Linked DNA regions of Mus musculus: regions 2, 3 and 4 are each linked to region 1. The links are chromatin contacts, called in public Hi-C, Micro-C and promoter capture Hi-C maps. All regions are on one chromosome and are shown on one strand. The core of a region is the stretch at or near the end of the contact, and the rest is flanking DNA. Distances in the headings are between cores, read along the strand shown. Region 1 holds the start of Rpl22l1 (ribosomal protein L22 like 1). Region 2 holds the start of Gpr160 (G protein-coupled receptor 160). Region 3 holds the start of Cldn11 (claudin 11). Region 4 has its middle 2.9 kb from the start of Gm33641.

Evidence for each region. Promoter capture Hi-C pulls out the DNA fragments that hold promoters and counts their contacts. Hi-C and Micro-C count contacts between places; a contact is called where the count stands out from the background.
Region 2: a contact with region 1 is called in a promoter capture Hi-C map of liver, with 2.8 times the contacts expected there. The contact joins the promoter of Gpr160 here to the promoter of Rpl22l1 in region 1. A contact is called at or near these places in 1 of 39 promoter capture datasets (liver) and 2 of 9 other capture datasets (adipose tissue and liver).
Region 3: a Micro-C map of muscle stem cells shows a contact between it and region 1, with 12 times the contacts expected there. The contact joins the promoter of Cldn11 here to the promoter of Rpl22l1 in region 1. A contact is called at or near these places in 2 of 39 promoter capture datasets (liver and pre-B cells), 6 of 484 Hi-C or Micro-C datasets (the STO cell line, cumulus cells, female germline stem cells and 3 more), 1 of 115 datasets of contacts at active chromatin or transcription factors (astrocytes) and 1 of 9 other capture datasets (adipose tissue).
Region 4: a contact with region 1 is called in a Hi-C map of uterus, with 9 times the contacts expected there. The contact joins the enhancer-like site here to the promoter of Rpl22l1 in region 1. A contact is called at or near these places in 2 of 39 promoter capture datasets (both in liver), 1 of 484 Hi-C or Micro-C datasets (uterus) and 2 of 9 other capture datasets (adipose tissue and liver).

What each region holds. Positions count from the first base shown.
Region 1 is chr3:28,803,680-28,807,394 of GRCm38.p6, forward strand. Rpl22l1 (ribosomal protein L22 like 1) reads left to right here and starts at 1,829. Exons shown (of 4, transcript NM_001347226.2): 1 at 1,829-1,864; 2 at 2,824-2,913; 3 at 3,058-3,179; 4 at 3,508-3,715. The coding sequence starts at 1,856. The coding sequence ends at 3,652. It overlaps Gm32950 (predicted gene, 32950), which reads right to left and starts at 1,672. Exons shown (of 3, transcript NR_166194.1): 1 at 1,583-1,672.
Region 2 is chr3:30,854,597-30,857,934 of GRCm38.p6, forward strand. It overlaps Gpr160 (G protein-coupled receptor 160), which reads left to right and starts at 1,354. Exons shown (of 4, transcript NM_001134385.2): 1 at 1,354-1,649. Gm42199 (a long non-coding RNA gene) reads right to left here and starts at 1,213. Exons shown (of 3, transcript XR_880730.3): 1 at 1,023-1,213.
Region 3 is chr3:31,147,961-31,151,473 of GRCm38.p6, forward strand. It overlaps Cldn11 (claudin 11), which reads left to right and starts at 1,960. Exons shown (of 3, transcript NM_008770.3): 1 at 1,960-2,415. The coding sequence starts at 2,190.
Region 4 is chr3:31,054,876-31,058,311 of GRCm38.p6, forward strand. No RefSeq gene overlaps it. Among named protein-coding and RNA genes, the nearest start is that of Gm33641, 2.9 kb to the right of the region's middle. Within about 2 kb of position 1,681, at least 156 of the 459 cell types and tissues checked have an H3K27ac peak or open chromatin away from gene starts, as enhancers often do. A contact at or near this core is called in adipose tissue, liver and uterus, where this site is marked.

The sequences.
Region 1 (3,715 bases), core at 579-3,078:
TAAAATTTAATTTTTAATTTTTTTACACTCCATATTCCATTTCTTGCCCTCCATCCACCCTCCATCTGCTCCACATCCCACATCTCCTCCCCACCCGGCCCCGTCTCTACGTGGATGTCCCCACGCCCCCCCACCCCCACCCCCACCCCGACCTCTAAACTCCCTGGGGTCTCCAGCCTGTTGGGGGTTAGAGGCATCATCTCTGAATGAACACAGACTGGGAAGTCCTCTACTGTATGTGTGTTGGGGGCCTATATCAGCTGGTATATGCTGCCTGGTTGGTGGTCCAGTGTTTGAGAGATCTTGAGGGTCCAGATTGAGACTGCTGGGCCTCCTACTGTAGAACAGACCCTCTTCTCAGCTTCTTTCAGCCTTCCCTAATTCAACAGGGTTCAGCTGCTTCTGTCCATTGGTTGGGTTCAAATATCTGCATCTGACTCTTTCAGCTGCTTGTTGGGTCTTTTGGAGGGCAGTCATGATAGGATCCTTTTTGTGAACACTCTATACATAGCCTCCCTCAGTAATAGCCCTGGGGCCTCCCCTTGAGCTGGATCCCACTTTGGGTCTGTAGCTGGACCTTCTTTTCCTCAGGCTCCTCTCCATTTCCATCCAGGTAATTCTTTCAGACAGGAACAATTATGGGTCAGAGGTGTGACTGTGGGATGGCAACCCCATCCCTCACTTGTTGTCCTGTATTCCTGCTGGAGGTGGGCTCTAAAAGTTCCTCTCCCTACTGTAGGGTGTTTCATCTAAGGTTCCTCCCTTTGAGTCCTGGGAGTCTCTCATCTCCTTTAAATAATTGGCTTAAGTGGTTATTGTTATGACACAGAAAGTTGCCAAAGATAAGCAAAACAAAAATTTTAAATGTCAATTAATGGCCTATTTTCAAAATATCTAATGATCATTTTGATCTGCAGAACAGGAAGCCCTTTAGGAAGAAATGTCAACCCTGGCCCCTGCCTGAACATTTGGAACGAAAAGTTTTTGTGATTCTTAAGGCAAAAAGATTTTAAAATTTAATGAAATTGATTTCTTCTAAAACCTCAGCACCACTAGCACCATACCCTACACTGTATTAACGCCTATTACCGATCGCTTGGATAGAACACAACTCTTACATTCTAGGGCCTTTTCCAAATCAACAACTAAAGTCCATCCCATCTCCTGTCCCTAAATACTAGAGTTTCACACTAACAGAAACGTATACTACTGAACACCAACAGCCTCACCACTTTTCTGACCTGGCGTCAATTACAACCGCTCAAAATTCAAATGCTTTTTTACTTTCTGTCATCAAGGTACGTCCATCCTAGTGTACTTTGTAAACATTGATAGTTAGGTTTCAGCAGATTGTGAGTCAGTAAGTAGAAAGTACAATAAATTATGCCTATCCAATAAACCCAAAGTGTACTCAACTTGTTCTTCTCAGAAGGACATCCTCTACCTTAAAAGCTAGGCAAAGCATAGAACTTTTTCTCTGGAGGACTATAATCGCAACATAATAGAGACGATCATAAAGCAACATTGAGAGTCTGCCTTGCCCTGAATTATAACAGATAACTCCTGCATCCCTTGAACTTACTCCACTCTGGTTTGTAAGTTTGCAAAGTCCACAGCCAGAGCAGAGAATCAGTCGGCTCCGGCTTCCCACTCGAAGACGCAGGCGGAAACCAAACGCCAGGGCATCCCCGCCCCCCAACGCCACGCCTCCGTTTCCTAGGTGACTGCCAAGCACTCCGTGCATATCCGGTTCCGAGTTGCGTATTTCGCACGCTCTGCGTATGACGCAGCACGTTTTTATATAAAAGCGTGCGTGCGGCGCAAGCCCGTTCTCTTCCCACGGCTGCAGCTCAACATGGCGCCGGTGAGTGCGCGCGCGTGTGCGGGGCTCGGGTATTACAGGTAGCTATTGCGTCTAGCGAGCGGGAGCGCCGCAGGAGAGAAGGCGGTGGGAAGAGAGTCGGCCTGGCGGCTCGACTGGGACGATAGAATCCGGGTTGCGGAGCCGTCCGTGAGTGCCGTGCGGCCTGCGCGGCGGGAGCCGGGCCCGCGACTAGCTTAGTATCGGCGGGCGCGGTCGGTCTCTGGGCCTCTGGGTTTCTCCATGGCCTGTGGTCACCCTGTCAACGGAAGAGAGCCTAAGTGGCCAGGTCCGCGGTTGCAATGACGTTAGCAGTTTGAAGAGCGTGGTTTAAACATTTGGAAAGTCACTATAACCAAAATTGTTAAAAATAAGGTTGCTGAGTAAGGATTCAAAACTGAGTGACGTCTGATGGCCCCATCGGGACTGCCTGTTCACTGCACGGCAGTGAGCGAGTCCACCCCGTCATTCACTCAAATGCCAGTTCCGGGTTTGCGATAATTGGAGGGTGGTGAAGGTATTATTAATTGGTAGCCATTTAGGTGACTCTGTTTGGACCAATTACAATAAAGCATAAAGAGACCCATTACCCTAAAAATGGTGTTTTAAGTTCAGATAAAACTTGAAAAGCACCCAGGTGGGTGTTTTAATTTGAAATTGGAAATAACATCAGTTACAGTAGGAAGCAGTTCTTCATAATCAAGCAAGATTTCTCTACTAAAATAAGCTTACACTTGGAAGGTACTTAACTGGAAATGATGACGTTTCATGGGAATTGAAACATTGGTTTAAACCAAGCTAATGAGTAACCTTTACATAGAGCACAGGCTCCTTCAGGTGTTGGTCAAGTCTGTGTATAACCCATTATACCAGATGTATGCTGAGTTGGTAATTTTTTTCTTGGGAATTCAGTGTCTAAGCTGAATAAACTGCTTTAATGGCATCATAATTATGTCTAGCAGAAAGACAAGAAGCCTAAGAAGTCCACCTGGAGGTTTCATTTGGACCTTACTCATCCAGTAGAAGATGGAATTTTTGACTCTGGAAATTTTGTAAGTGTCTTACTGTGATTGCATAGTTGTTGGCATTTAAATGTAGTACTTGATATTAACCTAAGCTGTGCTCCTAGGGTACCTTCCCTAGTGACCATCTAGGGTTTCCTTCCCTAGTTTTGCATTCTTTCTGTTTGAAAATAGGAACAGTTTCTACGGGAGAAGGTTAAAGTCAATGGAAAAACTGGAAATCTTGGCAATGTTGTTCACATTGAACGCCTGAAGAATAAAATCACAGTTGTTTCTGAGAAACAGTTCTCCAAAAGGTCTGTTCTTCTGTTTTTACGTTGTGGTGGGATGTCTCGTAGGCATTAGTCTGCGAAAATGGCTGTTAGTCTGTTTAAAGGTGTTTGCATATGAGTCAGGATGACTCTTGCTGTCTATTTCATTTCATAAATGGGGAATATTAGTATATTTTGAGTCAACAGACAGCAGATTTCATGGTGTGTTGTACTAGGGGGTTGAGAGGCTGCTCTTGTCCTGGTTGCTTCTTAAAACCAAAGTCCTAGTGAGTAGGAGTTACAAATGTGGCAGTGCGTGTTTTCATGATAGGATTGATCACACATCTAATAAACTCATGGTTTTGTCTCAAAGGTATTTGAAATATCTTACCAAGAAATACCTTAAGAAGAATAATCTCCGTGATTGGCTACGTGTGGTCGCATCTGACAAGGAGACTTACGAACTTCGTTATTTCCAGATTAGTCAAGATGAAGATGGTTCAGAGTCTGAGGACTAATTGGCCTCTGCTTGTAATACAATGAAAGTATTCTAAAGAAATATAAAATTGGACTTTATGAGA
Region 2 (3,338 bases), core at 104-2,603, 2.1 Mb after region 1:
GCCTCCTGGAATCTGGTATGTAGTCGTCCCAACACCTCTAGATGGGAAAGGTCTCGGGACAGCTATTAATAATACATTTGGGGATGGAAGAAGAGAGTGGGCTCAGCCTCCTGGACCATTGAGAAAGGCACTGGGAGAGTGTAGGCTGGCTCCTAGGAGCTACCGCTCCAGCCCTCTTCTAGCAAGGCACCACTCCACCGAAGGATGGCACTGCCTGCTCTGTCAAGCCTAGCAGGCAAGGTTGTTGTACAGTTAGTTAGTTTAGAGAGATGTATGGCTGGCTCTGTTTGATGTTCACACTCCAGAGATGGTGGCTGCTGTTTTTTTTAGACCCATGAACTAACTGCATACCTACTATTGTTCCTTCCCTCCTTCTCCACAAAAGGGATTCCCCCAGCCATTTCTGGCAATCTTCCATCTCTGCCCCTGGGGAGCTCTGGGCTGAAGCACCTCACAACCTCACTGGATTTCATCATTTCTCCTTTCTTCCAGGATGTTTCCTCTGAGCTGGGAGATGGGCACACCCCAGTTCCCCTTACAGCCCATATTTAACAGCCAGGGTACCTTTACTGCCCTGTCAGGCCATTTCTGAGTTCCTGGCAAGGTCAGTTCAGCCCCAGCGGGAGGTGGAAAGGCCTAGACTACAATTCCACTCATGGATCCCCTTAGAGAGCAGTGGGAAACAAGCAAGCTTGCCATGTGCTAAATGTTTAAATAACTAACAGGCCATAGGCTCTCAACAAATATTTGCTGAGTTAATACAGGCCGGCAAAGAAAGAAATGCAATATATGTTATCGCAGACTTTAATTTTGAAAAATCAGAATTTATAGTGCACTAAGGTAACTGCTTAGTGGCTCAAGTCTTGTGGTCTTGGGAGCATATTCGTCTGCAGACTGAAAGGTAAACTTGAGAAACTAGCTACAGAGCAAGAGGTGGTGGGTGACACAACGGCAGTTAGGAGCATTTCAAACTGGGATTAGATCCTCAAAGCCTGACACACTAGGAAAGAGTTTCCCCTCACCCTGCAACTCCTGCAATCTTCTGCCTACTCAGTCGGTCAACTCGGTCGCCTCTTGTCGCCCAACCCGCAGGGGGCGTCCTACGCACTGTCAACTCGGAAGTGCCCGCATGCAAGCTGTTTTTTCCAGTATGAGCTAGATGGAAGACCACAGTGTGGAGTCACGCACCTTACCCTGAGCAGTCTGGGCCTGACTACTGAAAGAAAAGAAGAGCATCCGGATTACTCCCGCAGTAACCAAAGACAGGAGGCGGGGCGGGGCGAGCGGAGGTGAGCCTCGCGTGGCCCCGCCCCTCGAGGGGACTCACCTGGGGCGGGCGGGGCGTGGGTGGGCGGGGCGAGCGGAGGTGAGCGACGCGCGGACCTGCCGCTCAGGCAGTTACGGAGGTTGGTGGCTTTTGGCTACTCACGCTACGCCAGGGACTGAGGAGTGCCAGCTGAGGTGAGCGCACGACTCGTGGAGGCCACTGGCCGGTCGCGTCGCGACGAGGCTTCCCTTCCTAGGACTCGGGGTGACGCTGCGGTGCGGAGCGGGAAGCCACCGCCGACGTCTGTGGCGGACGAGGGCAGTGTCCCACGGGCGCCCGGTTCCCCCGGGGCGGCTCCCAGCCTTCTGCAGCAGGCAGAGAGGTGAGGTGGGTGTGTGGCGTTCCTCGCGGACTTCCCGGCACTTGCGGGCACTTGCAGGGCGGTTGAACCCTGCCCGGGCGCACCGGGTCACTGCTGCTCTGCAAGGGCGGTTGGTACTGGAGCGGGGCGGCTGGCTCGGGGACCCGCCCTGGGGAGCGAGGCTTAAGCAACTTCTCTCCTTCTGCGGTGGTGGCCAAACGGTGGCAACCCTCCACCATGTCCCTGTTCCCCTTCGTCTCCAACTTGTGCAAATGATCTGATTAGGGCGTTGTTCCTTAGATCCCAGAGGTAGATCATGCCCACAGTGACAGAGGACACGCGAAAAGTGGTGCTTTATATTTATGAATGTATGCTAGCACATATTGGCATGACCTATACCTAGCATTTCCTTGTGAGTCAAGTTTTTAAGTTAACAGGTTACCTCCTATGAGAATGCCAAGTAAAATGAGAGCCCTAACAGCAAAACTTGTGGAACTTGACTGTGCCCTGGTTTTGGAATGTTCTGGATTTTGAGGAAATATTTTTAGTTTTTGAAAGGGTATCATAATTACATTTTACCATTTTAAAACATTTCTCTCTGTGTGTCTGTCTGTGTTCTGTCTTCCTGTGTGCACACACGTAAAAGAGGACAGCTTTCAGGAATAGTCTCCTCGTGTGTCAGTAGTTGCATCTCAGGTATTCTGACTTCTGGCAAGAGTCCTTAGCCCCTGTGCCATTTTGGCTGGCTCCATAATTAGATTACTTAAAAAACTGATCTTTTAGAATAACTGACTGAAGTTAAAATGTAAACTGAGGATTTGTTTCATTTTGGGGGTCTGGAGCACACTGGGCTATGAGAGATTGACAGTCAAAGAGGGATTTTAGGAATGCAAGTCCTTTCTCTGTCTAGTTTTGCAATTGTTTGATATTTCCCTTTAAAAGTTGCAACACTACCTTTTTTTTCCCCCAGAAGGTTAGTCACCACAGGTGATTCTAGTTTCAGATTCTATATCATATATAATTATGTTTCATAAATTGGATGTGAATACTGCCTCATCAGACTGATCAGAAAGGTCACAGTTTCTGCCCCGCCTCCCTCTAACACACACAAGAAGGCACACGGCACACGTGTATGTTAAATAGATTGAGTGGATGCTGGCTCAGCTTTTTTCACACACACACACACACACACACACACACACACACACACAGAGAGAGAGAGAGAGAGAGAGAGAGAGAGAGAGAGAGAGAGAGAGAGAGAGAGAGAGAGAGAACAAACAAACAGGGTTAGGTTGCCTCCAGTCAGGCAGTTTTGTATCAAATGTGTTAGCACTTTTTCCAATGGCTCAAATCCCTTCTAAGTTATACTCAGCAGAAAAACAGGCCCAGGCTTCCGGTGTGGCTCAGCAGTAGAGCATTTGCCTGACATGCTCCAGGGCCTGGGTTGGGTCTCCAGGACCCCTCAGCTCCCCAAAAGAGACCAGAGTGAACATTCATATGGTCTGCTTGTATTGTCATATGTGCCTCTGTAATATTCTGTATGTCAAAAGTTTATTCAATGATGACGACAGCCTAAAATGAACGGGGATGTACTTAATCCTTGAAAAAAGATCTGTATTGTTTTCTATATTTACTCCACTTTGCTTCCAGGATCATGAAACAAATACCCAGCAAAGAGCTGACTCCTGCAGTGTCTCATGGTCCACACCA
Region 3 (3,513 bases), core at 710-3,209, 2.3 Mb after region 1:
CATATGCACACAAAGTAGGTAAATAATGTAGTAAAAGACACACGGAATTCTCAGGGGTCGGATACAAACATACTTATTCTTTTAAAAAGCAATGTGAAATGTTTTGATCCCGTAGGCAGTAGTAGTGGAGCCAGGCCTTGGACTATGCAGGCTGGTCTGGGTAGCTCAAATAGCGACTAACTTGTCAATCAACAGCACCAGGCCTGCGTCAAACACATTGCAGGAGTTATCCCCCATAGGCCACAGTAACAGTAATAAAGTGTTTGCCATTCTCACTCCAAGACCAACCCACCAGTCACATAGGCTGAGCCAGCCCAGTGCAAGGCCAACCCACCAGTCACATAGACTGAGAGACAGCCCACTCCAAGACCAACCCACCAGCCACATAGATATCCCACTAGTCTCCTTGATCAAGGGCAGTCTTGGCTTGAAGAGTTGGTGGCATGTATGACCCCATCCATCATGGGGATAACTGCAGCAAGCTCAACAGGATGATGAGCAAAATGTCCATTTGCTGAAATCTGCCACCATTTTAAATAGAATAAGAGGAGAGGGGGAAGAGGCCCAGGTGACTAGATCAAGCCATACAGTAAGATAAGCAATCCTTTTCTTGACTTAAAATTGCACAAGTCCGAAGCTGTAGCTCAATGGTAGAGCATTGTCTGGCTTGCTCAAGTCCGTGGGTTCATCCCCAGTGCCTCCCTCCGCCCAAGGGCACAGAATGAGCCTTATCTGAATGCGTGTAGAGAAGGGGGCTGCCTGGTAGCCTTTGCTGATAGCTTCTGCTTCCCACTCAATCTGGGCTATCGGTTTTCTCGGTGGAGAACAGAAGCTAACTTATTTACAGTGATCTGGGCAGAATGCCTGGCTTTTAATGTATCACAAATGGAACACCAAGCCCTTTAGGAACATTCAGAAAGTGATAACCAGGATGGATTCTCAGGAAAGGTCAGGGACAGGAATGAGCGGGGCCCACGGAGTCTCCTTCCTAGCTGTGTGAACTTCAGGAGCTTGTCCTTTGGGGGGCTGTTTCTTCTGTGTAGAATTGACAGTTGTCCCCACTGCAAAGTGTGGACAATTCAGTAAGCTGTGGTATAAGAACACATGCACTTATCAAGTATTAATAACAGTGAGTAATCGTCACCATTATTGTGACCAGAGTTAATTCTGCTGGCACCATCTTTATTGTGTTATTTGTTTCTTGCGAAGTGTGTATGTGTGTGTTTATGTGTGGCGGTGTGTGTGGGGTGTGTGTCTGTGTACACACGTGTGCACTAGGAGGATGTCCCGTGTCCTGCTCTATCCCCATCTACCTTATTTCCTCGAGCCACAGAATGGCACTGAACCTGGCTCTAGAATGGCAGCTAGCAAACTCAGAGGTCCTTCCGTATCAGTCTAACAGCACCGGGTTACGGACTTAGTAAGCACCATGGCAGGCTTTGTACTGGGTGCTGGGCATTGGGATTGAGGCTCTCTCGTGTGCCAGCGCAGTAAGGGCCCTCACTTACTAAGCTATCTAAGCCCTCTCCCCGGTCTTTTCTTATGGCAACATCGGAGTGCTGAATGTGTCCCCTCTGTTCCTTAGGGGCATAGGAAAATGTACTAGGTGCCCTTGGAAGTGTCCACAGCAGAGAAGAGGGAGCGGTCGGAGAGTTGGTAGAAGTTTAGGAGGGAGACATAGAGAGAGAGAGAGAGAGACTACTTCTCTAGGAGTGAGACTACGCTTAACAAACCCAACAGGAGCTGGACGCGCCCCCTTCACTCTGCGGGTCCCTATCGGGATGGGATTAATTTAATTCCCAGCGCTGACCGTGTGTCACCAGCCGTGGGGCAGCCTGCTGCCCCTCCTCAGCCCCTGCTCCCTTCTACACCCGCACCGAAGCCTGGCTTGCGATTGGCCGGCTCGTCTCGGGGGCTGTCGCGGATTGGCGCTTGCCAGCCCGGGCCCCGGAGTTTAAAGAGGGGGCGGGGACGCGCTGCCCAGCAGCGCTGCAGTCCCCTCCAGGCGCACCTGTCCCCGCTGCACGCTGTCGCAGCAGTGCTTGCAGCCGCTCTCTCCCCATCTCGAGTAGCCCGGAGCCAGCGGCTCGCGAGGGCCAAGAGGGCAAGCCTAGGGAAGGCTCTGTCCAGGACGACACAGGGGGCACAATCCGTGTGAGTCGAGCTGCGTGGACGTCGCTGCGGCCACCATGGTAGCCACTTGCCTTCAGGTGGTGGGTTTCGTCACGAGCTTCGTGGGTTGGATTGGCATCATCGTCACAACGTCCACCAATGACTGGGTGGTGACCTGCAGCTACACCATCCCCACCTGCCGAAAAATGGACGAACTGGGCTCCAAGGGCCTGTGGGCTGACTGCGTCATGGCCACTGGTCTCTACCACTGCAAACCCCTGGTGGACATCCTCATCCTTCCAGGTAAGGACTCCAAGTTTGCAAGCAGCTTCCAGAGGCAGGTTGGGCTAGAATTGGGGATTTTAGACAGGGCTCTCAGAAGTTTGGAGACTCAGAGACCTCTGGATGATACATTTTTGACATCTCCAATCCAACCCTGTAGGAGAATTAGTCCTAAAGAGCCACCTGTCAGCCTCAGTTTCTTTATCTGAACATGAGATGATAAAGGTAACACTGGTCAATCAATGGCTTTGAGAATTTCATGAATCAAATCATATACACATGGTGGGAAATCATATACACTATTGTTAATTCCCCATGATTTCATCATCCCAGGTACCCAAGCTAATCGACCAAAGAGACACTCCAGTCCTCCCCCCACCCCCACTGTGCCATCTCCAGTGGGCTTCCGATTAGAGCTGTCTATAGGCCCGAGGAGAAGAGAACAAAGGGCAATTTCAAATAGGTGTAGGCTGAGCTGAGCTTCTTAGACTGCATGGCACTCCGGAGTCACCCGGATGAGGTTCCGTTCACATTCGAGGAGTCTCTGGACTGCCCGGATTAGTGAGTCTCAGTTGGTTCTCTCAGTTCAGGGCCTGCTTATCTGACTTGTCACCATCTTTACCTACCGTTTGCCCCTGGGATTCCTGCAGTGACTGTGCTTCCCACCCTCTCTCTGCCAGGGTGACACCCTTCTCCAGTTCTGCTCAGCAGGCTGCTAGCTATTGGGAAGAACAAGTACCCTGCGGGGAGGAAACTCCACCAGGGAGACACACTCAATGCCTAGGGTCACAGAGTGGGGTGGGGTGGGGTGGTCGTGGTGGTGGTGGTGGTGGGGTCGGGAATGTCGGGCAGCCTTGGAAACCCAGGGTGAGGGAGTTTGGGAGGGAGCATCTTTGGGTGTCATGGGAAAGTTTTTGGAAACAGTTTTGAAACCTGTAGCCAGTTGGATGACTTGGGTGGTTGTGAGCACCACTTGTGGATTTCTGCTAGAAATCTGTCACCCCCTTTGGCTTCACTGTCACCTAGGTGAGGTGGCCTAACTCCCTCTGGCCTTGTCTGGGTCATGTATATATTTAAGGGCATAGCCAGGCCCTAAGGTCTCGAGAGGAGCTAAATTTG
Region 4 (3,436 bases), core at 431-2,930, 2.3 Mb after region 1:
TGCCTGCCTCTGCCTCCCAAGTGCTGGGATTAAAGGCATGCGCCACCACCACCACCCGGCTGCTTTTCTAGTTCTTAATCTTGCCATGTTTTTTTTTTTTTTTCATTTTTTTGGCAAATACAAATATACTCGATAGTGAACAAAATCCAGCTTAAAGCACCACTGTTTCTGTTCCAAATGGCTGTTCTAAATATAGAAGTTCATTTGAGTGGCATGGTGTGGGTCTGGCTAATTTCAGCATATGGCGTGTTTTATCTGCAGAGTGTTCTCTAAAGTAGTTTAAAATAAAAAAGGAAGGCGCTGGGTTTTTAGTACTAGAATCTAAAACTTATCGCAAGCTGGGCACGGTGGCAAACACGAAATCCCAAGTGCTAACCTGGGAGACCAGAGGATCAGGAGTTCAAGAGTCTCCTTGGCTGTATTCAGAATTCCAGATCAACTTATGATAGAAGGCCTTGTCTTGGAGTTACTTAGGGGTGAGATGGTTCAGTAGTGCGGGCCCTTGTCAACAGTCCTCACAACGAAAGTGGAACCCCTGGGATCCACATGGTGGAAGTCGGGAAGCCACTCCTGGAAGTTGTCCTTTGACCACCACACAAGTGCCAAGCATCATTGTCTCCTCATGAATAAAAGTTTGAAATTTTTCGTAAGAACTTTGTGAGTAGTTCTCTGACTTTATATTAATACTTAAGAATAAAATATATATTGCAAAAACGTAACTTTGGAATTTTGGGTGTGCTTGTGGTACACAGGCCTCAGACAGTCTCAAGTGATCCTCGGGTCCATCTTTTTCTTTTGTTATTTTTGTTGTTAAGCTAGGGTTTCTCATTGGCCTAGAGCTTGCCCAAGTAGCCCCTGGAGAAAATGTAAGCAACCTTTTTTTTTTTTTTTCTTTTCTTATCACTAAGGTTTTCCCTAACACAGATGTTCCCGTGTACCGCAGGAGCTGTATTTGTGAATGGTCTGACTCAGTTTTACTGTATGGTTTGATTTTTGCTCATATTGTTGAAGATTGGGCCCATCGCTTCACACATACACGGCTGAGAAGCAACCCTTATGTTTTTGTGTCAACCTTGATGTTTTTCTAAACTTTCCTTATTTTAAGCTTAAAAGTTTAGTTCGTGCATTGATTGGGAGGTTTTAGAATATACTGGTTTTTTTTTTTTTTTAAATATTTATTATATGTAAGTACACTGTAGCTGTCTTCAGACACTCCAGAAGAGGGAGTCAGATCTTGTGATCCGATGGTTGTAAGCCACCATGTGGTTGCTGGGATTTGAACTCCTGACCTTCGGAAGAGCTGTCGGGTGCTCTTACCCACTGAGCCATCTCACCAGCCCCCGAAATATACTGTTTTTATTTGAGAATTCCATGCGTTTGTACAATGTATTTTGTTCATCCACCCTCCATATTCCATCTCAGCTCTAACTGGACCCCCTCCTCGCTGCAGCTAGATCCCTACTTGTCTTCCTCCCCTTCATAACTCATAGCCAATCAGAGCTGCCCCTGTGCACAGGGCTCTGGAGCCATCCACAGGACCACAGAGCAAACTACCAGCAGCTACGCTAAAAAATGACCCCCCTTCCCTCAGCAACCACCAGCTGCCGGTAGGTCCTTCCCTAGGAGTGGGACCTTGAGGCAACCCCCCCCCCCCGCGCGCACGCGCGCCCCAATTCATTTTGGAATTTGGTTTCATTTTTGTGCAAGTCTTACCGGCAGGCAGCCACAGCAACCGGGTGCATGAGTACAGTAGCCAGGTCAAGTTCGACAGAGCATTTTACTCCTTGGGATAGAGTATTGACATAGATGTCCAAGTTTTATGGCTGAATACACCTTTTTTTTTTTTTTTTAAGATTTATTTATTATATGTAAGTACACCGTAGCTGTCTTCAGACACTCCAGAAGAGGGCGTCAGATCTCGTTACGGATGGATGGTTGTGAGCCACCATGTCCGGAATTGAACTCATGACCTTCCGAAGAGCAGTCAGCGCTCTTAACCGCTGAGCCATCTCTCCAGCCCCCACCTATCGTTTATTCTTAGCACGGTGAAATTTGAGTTCACATTAACTGTTGCCCACTACAAACAAACAAACAAACAAGCAAGCAAGCTTTTCAGCCGAGGTGGAAAACAGATACATTTGATACATTTACGGTGAGAGTTGCTGGCACGGCGGCACGGAGCGGAATGTGGAAGATCCCTCCGGCTCTAGCAGGTTCCATGTTTTGCTGTGTAGGGAGGGAGGAGTGAAAACTGTTTTTTCTCAGCAGCAGCGGGGTTCTGGTGTGGGGGAGGGCGGGGAGGGGGAGGTGTAAATCGGCGCTCCACTGTGGCCCTGCAAGTCTGAGAGGAGGCAACATAAGTTCTACGGGAGTTGGAAAAGTGCAATTTTAAGGAATTTTTTGTTTGATACTATGAACAAATGTGTTGCAGAAAAGTTGATTTAGAATTTTTTTTTAAAGCATACGCATGCGTTTATGTAGGAGGTATTTCCTGGGTTAAAATGGTCTCTCCCTAGCAGTGTGGTTTGGGCTTGTAGGAGATCGGAAGTGGGACAGACAACTTTGGCCCTGGTTGGCTGAATGATGATGCTATGTCTCACCACTAGGGGTCAGTCTCTTGCCTAATGATGGTCAGAGTTACCCTGCAGAAGCGGTCTGAACTCACCCGCAAGTAGCCAGTGACCAAGAAGTTCAGGATTTTATCGGTGTTCATCTGTGTCTCGATTTTAATCGACTCAATATACTATACAAATTGATCTTCAGAATGAAATCTAAGTTATTTTGGAGTTTGACTTAAGTAGGATTCTTTCCCTCTGTAGGTACTGTAACTCTATGTTATCTTTATGGACTATGAGTGAGAACCTCCTTTGTGAGGAAATATATGTGAGGGTTTAAGTATGCCATGTTTCTCCTATGAAGAAGAATATTTCTAGTTGATAATGAAACTAAGGTGGGCAGAGGCAGCCACAGCAGGTACCTCTAATCTCAGTCTGGTTAAACGAGGTCCTGTCTCAAATCAATATAAATAAATAAATACAAATAAAATTAAAGTTGACTCGGTTATTAATGTGCACAGGAACTTAGTTATATCAAACGTTACAGGACATTAAAGTGGTGTCCTTTATTGATTTAACCTATAAATTCAGACACTCAGATTGTCATTCATAAACATGATTTAGCAGGGGCTATAGTGAGGCCCTAATTTGAATCCCTGGGACTGATAGAAAAATAACCAACTAAACAACCATATGAAAACAATATGGCTTAAGCTGACACTGATTAAAAGCACTCATCGCTCTTACAGAGGACCTGGGTTCAGTTCCCAGCACCCACATGGTGGCTCATGACCATTTGCAATCCCAGTTCTAAGAGGTCTGACGCCCTTGTCTCACCTATGTACCTGCCATTCATGGGGTGGACATATATAAAACAGTCA